2 separate regions of the Ovis aries genome follow, and region 1 is linked to region 2. A link is a contact called in public Hi-C data. All regions are on one chromosome and are shown on one strand. Each heading gives the region's core, a stretch centred on a gene start, on an enhancer-like site or on the middle of the called end of the contact. The rest is flanking DNA. Distances are from core to core; before and after follow the strand shown.

The links. A called contact is a pair of places that touch in the nucleus more often than the background predicts.
Region 1: a contact with region 2 is called in a Hi-C map of liver, with 2.7 times the contacts expected there. The contact joins the enhancer-like site here to the promoter of PPARD in region 2. A contact is called at or near these places in 8 of 16 Hi-C or Micro-C datasets (blood, liver, mesenteric adipose tissue and 4 more).

The regions. Positions count from the first base shown.
Region 1 is chr20:9,509,187-9,512,740 of ARS-UI_Ramb_v3.0, forward strand. All of the region lies in intron 2 of PPARD (peroxisome proliferator activated receptor delta), which reads left to right. Among named protein-coding and RNA genes, the nearest start is that of FANCE, 33 kb to the right of the region's middle. Within about 2 kb of position 1,950, at least 10 of the 54 cell types and tissues checked have an H3K27ac peak or open chromatin away from gene starts, as enhancers often do. A contact at or near this core is called in liver, where this site is marked.
Region 2 is chr20:9,429,573-9,433,307 of ARS-UI_Ramb_v3.0, forward strand. PPARD (peroxisome proliferator activated receptor delta) reads left to right here and starts at 1,257. Exons shown (of 7, transcript XM_060403109.1): 1 at 1,257-1,353.

The DNA.
Region 1 (3,554 bases), core at 700-3,199, 80 kb after region 2:
CCGCTGTCAGCACATCACCTAGCCTTCTGAGCCTGTTTCCTCATCTATGAAAGAGTCTTAAGAAGACCTGCTTGAAGGATTGTTGCATGGGTCACATGAGGCTGATGCGTGAAGCATCCAGTGGAGGTCCTGACACACTCGGTGTGCATTGAACACGTAGCCCTTGCAGGGGTTCTCGGATTGAGGGTCCCATCCCAGTCCTACCATGTATTGCACGGTGACCTTGGACAAAACCCCCTCATCTTTAAATGGTGGCAGTTACTGACTCCCAGAGTGGTTTGAAACGATGTTCATGCTCAATTGCTCAGTCATGTCCGACTCTTTTGTGACCCCATGGACTGCGGTTCGCAAGGCTCCTCTCTCCCTGGGATTCTCCTGTGGGGAGATCATGGGTGGGCAAGGAGCCTTCAGAAGTGGGTCCCTTGAGTGGGGAACATTCTGCCATTATCACTTTGGGGTAAGATATGGTGACGGTTGGAGAATAAACTTTTAAGCCAGGTGGTGAACAGGGAAGAAACAGAACTTTATCTTTGGAAAGCTCACCATGCAGTGACAAGAATACCTCAATACACCAGTTCCCCACAGCAAGCCTGCCCCTGCAGGACACAGGCGCTCCACGTGCCCCGCCCCTCAGCTCTCGGCCCCTCAGCTCCCGGCCCCTTTCTGCCGTGTGCCAGTTCCTCGTGTTCTCTTCTGCCTCACACAGGCGGCGGGGGGCGGGGGGCTGGCTCTCTCCCATCACTCCTGCTCCAGGCCTCCCTGCCTCCCCGTGGCCTTACACCACCTGGCGGGGAGCAGATGTACCTGGGTGCCGGCGCTGCCCTGCGCCTCTCTCTCCAGGCCAGTTTGCAGCTCTCCTGACTGCTCCCCGCCACCCCCGGGATGCTCACTGGGGCCTCTCCCTGCCGTCCAGAGATCTGCCTGCGTCGCTGGTACAAGGGCTTGGCACCTTGGCTTCTAGCAGCGCCCAATCTCGTTCGGAGCTCTCCCGGCCTCACAAGCAGACAACCCTCCACCCCGTCTTGGTTTCTGTGACGCCGTGGAGAAGAGGAGCCAGCAGCCAGAGGAAGGAGAAGGCCCGGCCCCTGCCATGTGGGCACAGGCTTGGGAACTGCAGAACCTTACTAAGTCCCCTCCTCACCGAAGCGGATTTACACAGCACTGCCAAGGTCCAGGAGCTCTCTGTTAGCTCCTGTGCTCCTCACCATGACTCTAGACCTGCTGTCAACTCGATTTGCAGAGGGGACATGCCCAGGGCACAGAGCTTAGGTCTGAGCCTTGGACCCTGACTTGAACTGCCCACAGGGCTCTTGAATCCATTCTCACCTCCCACACCAGGCCTGCTGCTTCTGAGAACCTGGAACCAAGTTGGGGGTCGTCCGAAGCCCTGACCTTTGAGCCCAGAGAGGGGAGCGGTCACATTCCCTGACCCCCTCGCCTGGCAGCAGCTCCCCCGCAGGCCTGCACCTTGCTGCCTGCCCCGCCACCAGCCAGCCTTGCCGCTTGCTACCTTGGGTCCTGGTTTCCTCACCTCCGCTGGTTGAGGGTAGGGTCCGACTCCGGCTCTGCGCTCAGCAAGTGCACAGCAAAAGTCTATTGAGTGAAGAGAGAGGGTGACATGCCACAAGCCGTGCCAGCAGCAACCAAGTGATCAGACACCTGCCAGCCCTCCAGAGCCACAGCGGGGACAAGGAAGCGCCCCTCTTCATGGGGAGGCGGGAGCAGCCTGGGGTGATAGGTCACTGTGAACCCAGGTTCGGTGGAGGAGGTGGCCTTCGAGATCCAAAGAGAACGTGAGTAGAGACGTGCCGAGGCTAGCGGGGGAGGCAGACGTGCAAACCACAAAAGAAACACCGCTTACGAGAAGCACCAGAAAGCGAACACGCTCACAGACCACAGATGGGGAGGAACTGCCGGAAACCCTCCCTGCCCGCGTCTGCGCAGGTCTCCACAGAGCCTCGTCACGTGTTGTCTCGTTTTCTCCCAGCAGCTGGTGACGTGAACCCCATGCTCTCCAGGAGCGGCAGGTCCTGCCCGGCCCCTCCCAGCCGGAGGGCACCGAGGCCCGGGCGCCCAGGTGGCTGGAGGACCCTCAGTCCAGAGTCACTGGGCACCTGCCCTACATCCAGCAGCAGCACCCCGGCAGATGGAGGCCCTGCCCTGTGGCCCTTACGTCCTGATGGGGGTGCCCAACTCTGAGTGCACTCAAGGGTCCCTGAGACCGGAAGGGCTCCCTCCCCTAGGCCCGCCGCCCCCCTGCAGTGAGCGCCCTGTCTTCAGGGTGAGCGACACAGCTGCAGCCCATGGAGCACCTGGCCTCTGTGACTGGCCTGGCTTTTCAGGAAGCAGGGGCCGTGTCACCCCTACCCTCCCAGCCGGGAGGCGAGCAGCTGCTGCAGGCTGCCGTTTCCTTCTCCCGGGGTCTTCCCGACCCAGGGATTGAACCTGTGTCTCCTGTGTCTGCTGCACTGGCAGGCGGATTTGTCTACCACTGGCCCACCTGGGAAGCCCTCTGTCTGTTTATTTGGTGCACCAGGTCTAGTGGCGGCATGCAGGGTCTTCGCTGCCGCCCTCGGGCTGTCTAATTGTGGCTGTCAGGCTCAGTAGTTACAGCGCCCTGCTTTAGCTGCCCCGCAGCATGTGGGATCTTAGTTCCCCGGCCAGGGATTGAACTCATATCCTCTGCACTGGAAGGCAGATCTTAACCACGGGACCAGAGAAGTCCCAGGAATCAAGATCTTGTGCAGAGTGACTGTACTGTAGAGAGGGCAGAAGGCAGCCCGGAACACATTACGTCTGGGCTGACTACTGTGGCTGGGGTCTCCCTGTAGCACCGTCTGCTCCCAGCTCCTCTGCTCTGGGGATTTGGCCCCTGCCCCTGAGGTGGGTGTGCGTTCATCAGGGAAGAAGGCAGAGGACGGCAGGCTGTCAGGCTAGCCTGGCAGGGGAGACAGGCAATCCGTGGCATCACGAAGCAGCTTTGTGCTGGGGCTCAGTCAGGCCCCCTTGCCGGGGAGGGCTCGTTTCTGAGCGTCCAAGGAGGCGTTCAGGAGAGGCCCCCAGCACTCCTTAGTGAGTCAGCTGGCAGCACTAATACCCCGAAGCCCCCTGTGGCCAACTGCTTTCCTCACTGACACCCTCAATCCGGGGCTCAGACGTCTGTGCCTTCATTAGTAATAGGAAAACACTCAAGGAAGTTCAGCCTGCTGCCCGGTCAATGTGATTGAGACTTCTGCTTTTTCTGCTCAATCAAGCAAGAAATTCCGTGGGAATGAACTTGAGCTTCTTGAGAGATTCTTCACAGCATCTCTGGAGTCCATGCAGGAATCAGACTTCTGGGGTGGGGGCACTTCTGAAGCCCCCATAAACCATGCCGCACACCATCTCCCATGGGCCCACCCAGTGGAGTCTTATAAACCAGGGAGCCTCTTCCTCAGGACAGTCTAAGAGAATCTGTCTGCTTTTTCCCTCTTGCTGCCGTCCTCCCAAAACACAACCATCCCCCATGCCCTCTCCACCAGTGGTGAGTCTGTCCAGGCCAGATAGCAGAATTT
Region 2 (3,735 bases), core at 7-2,506:
CTTTTTATGGTATATCTGAAGATTGGGATGACAGGTCCCTTCCAGGTCCTAAAGACCTAGGTTAAAAAGGGACAACAGAATTTTCTACAACAGGAGGAAGGATGTTCCCCATTTACAGGGCAAGTATATTAGATGAATAGGAAGATAAGTAAGAAATCCAGAACCATAAATTTCTAGTTGTGGTGGTTTAGTCGCTCAGTCCTGTCCGACTCTTTGCAACACCACGGACTGTAGTTCGGCAGGCTCCTCTGTCCGTGGGATTTCCCAGGCAAGAATACTAGAGTGGGTTGCTATTTCCTTCTTTAGAGGAATCTTCCCCACCCAGGATCAAACCCGGATTCTTTACCGACTGAATCACCAGGGAAGTCCATATTTCTAGTTGCAGAAGCCTCTTGAAGGCCGAAGAATTGATTCTTTTGAACTGTGGTGTTGGAGACGACTCTTGAGAGTCCCTTGGACTGCAGGGAGATCCAACCAGTCCATCCTAAAGGAAATTAGTCCTGAATATTCATTGGAAGGACTGATGCTGAAGCTGAAACTCCAATACTTTGGCCACCTGATGTGAAGAACTGACTCATTGGAAAAGACCCTGATGCTGGGAAAGATTGAAGGCGGGAGGAGAAAGGGACGACAGAGAATGAGATGGTTGCATGGCATTACCGGCTCAATGGACATGAGTTTGAGTACGCTCCGGGAGTTTGCGATGAACAGGGAAGCCTGGAGTGCTGCAGTCCATGGGGTCGCAAAGAGTCGGACACGACTGAGCGACTGAACCGAACTGAACTGAACTTGAAGGACAAAGCCCTTTGTGAAAACCAGAGGGAGCATAGTCTTCTTCAGTGGAATATCCAGGTTCCAGCCTCCGTATTGCCTCTCACTGCAAGTCACACAACTTCTCTGGGGCTGTTTCTTCCCTGGAAGGATAAGGAGACGTTGCTAAAATAATCGCTACGTTCCCTTCCAACTTCCAATTCTCTTCTGTGATACTTGCCAGACGTGTCTTACCGGTCCTGGAGCTTCCGCCCTGGCTCCTCCCTGGGCACCAGAGGGCGCTGCAGGTGGGCCCGGCGCCCCGTGCGGTGGGCGGAGTGGCAGAGTCAGGGGGCGGATCCCAGACGTGCGGTGATTGGCCGCGGCTTAAGCGGAAAGGGGGCGTGGAAAGAGGGGGCGGGGACGAGCGGCCCGGTGACGTCGCTCTGGCGGGGGCGGGGCCGGGCCGCGCAGCGTGTGACGCCGCGGCCGCCGCGCGGAGCCGGGGATTAATGGGAAAAGTTTTGGCAGGAGCCGGAGGCGCCTGCGGAGCCTGCGGGACGGCGGCGGCGGCGGCGGCGGCGCGGGGGCCAGCCGGGACAGGTCAGTCCGGGTCCTGGGAAGTGGGTCGGCGGAGCGGCGGAGGCGGGAGAGCCGCGGGCCCTGGCTGAGGCGAGCCGCGAAGCTGGTGCGCGAGGCCCGGCGGGGAGTGGAGTGCGGAGCGAGAGGCGCAGGGGGTCCGCCGACCCGGCGGCCGTCGCTTCCCGTCGCTCGGGCCCGGGCGGGCCGCGGCTGTCCGTCGCTCTCCGGGCACGCCGCCCCGCTGCCGTTGCGCTCCCAGCCTTTGGACGCCCGTCGCTTTTCGAGCCCGCACCGTGGGCCTCCTCCCCTCGACCCCCAGATTTCTGCGGCCCCTTCTGGGCCTCGAGTCTTCACCTCTTCCCACTTCTGTGCTCTGAAAGCCGGCGTCTCAGGCTCTGGGTCCCCTCCCACCCTTGCCTCTCATCTCTTCCTCCATCCCTTCTCTGGTGTCCCCAAAGCCTTGACCCTCTCTGCCCAGGGTCTCCTTGGAGAGCTTCTCCGCTCACCCCCGCCTCATCATCCTTGTCTTCGTCCCCCTATCCTTGCCCTCCCAGTCTTCGCTCTCTTTCCCCATCCCCGTTCTCTCTTTCTCCCACTTGCCTGCACCTCCCCCCCATATTACTCCTCCCCCACACCTTTCTCACCTTGTTACTTGGCTTTTTCAGCCCATGCCTTCAGTGCCTGTCTACCTAAGCCTCTCCTATCCCGGTTCCCCGCAGAAGCCTTGTTTTTTTTTTTTTTTTTTCCCCACTCTCAGGATTTCTTTCTAGTCAGCCCTGTCCCCTGCATTCCTGTCATCCATCTCCCCTTCCCTCCCAGTTCCTTGCCTCTGCTTCTGGGAGAAGCATTAAGCTCCAGACACTACTTTGTTTTCCCATGACCCACAGATGAGATCCCCGTGGGGTAGGGTGTACAGCCCTGTGATTGAAGTAAGGCTCTGAATGTCTGAGGTGAATATAACCTGTGTCTGTGTGGGAGAATTTACTAGGGTGTTGCATCAGGGATAATGTCCAATTTATAGACCATTCTCCCAGTCTCAGTGGAGTACTTCCCCTTTATGGGTTTGTTGACTTCCAGGAACCCTTGAGGAGAGACCAGCCGCTGAATTGGGTGTGTGCCAGGGGTAGTTGGAGGCCTCATCCAGCTCTTTTCCCCTTCCAGGAAACAGGGCTTTATGGCTTTACACTCTTATTATACACATTAAAACCATGATACCCCAGCCTGTCTCTGCCCTTCCTCCCGCCCTCCACCCTGTCCCCCGTCCCAGAGAGCTAAGAGAAGTCTCCAGAGAATGCCTGTGGACCTCAACCTGTTTCCTCTGTACTGGCTCCAGAACATTTTTTTTCCTGTTCAAGTTTTGAAATAGATTGCCAGCCTGATAGCCCTGGGGCTGGCAGCTATCTATCCCTTTTGTTATTGGTGGCTCAAACCACCTGCTGATTTTTCCCTCATGCATCTCTTAACCCACTGAGTGTGTTCTGGGCTTCTGATGTCAAATCACTGAGCAGGTTCTCCTGAAGGTTTTTCTCCTGCTGTTTCCCCTGGGAGCTTCGTTTCCTGTGGCTCCAAGAGCGAGGCTGACATTGAGGTTCTGTTCCCCTTGAACAGAACTATCAGGTTGTATCTGCCTGAGCAGTTTGTGGGTCTGCATTAGGAAGACAGTGCCAGGAGCTTGCCTTGCTTCCAGTCACAGGCATCGTCTTCTCTGGGGCTGGAGAACCCACCGTGTTCGTGGTGCATCTGGATGTTTAACCTTCTTGCCAAGGTGAAAGTTTGTCACAAATGTGTTCAGTTTGAGCTCCTTTATTTGGTGTCAGTCCTCTCGGGGACTCAGGAGATGTTCAGGAAATAACATATCCTCTGTCTCTGTCCAGTCTGATCTTGAAGGATTCTGAAAGTGTGACCCACTGGCAGGTTCAAAAATGAAAGCCTGTTGTTTCACCTGGCTCTGGATTTCTGGGTCTCCTCTTTTGAGGATCGTGCTCTATGCCTTTGAGCCAGAATTGAACACAGAATTGGCAGCCTTCAGGAGCTGTGGTGGAGAGCCAGTTGAATCGGCCAGACTAAACTTTAAAGTTTTGGAGCCCTCCTGTGCACAGACCCTTTACTGTGAGAGGAATAGGGCTGTGGAAGGCTGAGCCAGTCCCCTTTCCCAAGCAGCACTAGGGGAAGGATTTGGGCAGACAGGACCAAAAGGGATCCCTTGTTCCTGTAGAAAACACCCCTCTGGTGAGTCCTTCTGATGAAGCTGGGGTCGTGTGTTTGGTGGTCCTTTCGTCCAGCATCTGGCTCCCCAGGAGTTTATCCAACTCTTTTGAGCTGTTTGCTGCTGCTCTGTCTGTTTACCCTCTGGTAGCACTTTCCACTGAGGTGGCCATTGAGAAGGGCTCGAGAGGAGGTCAG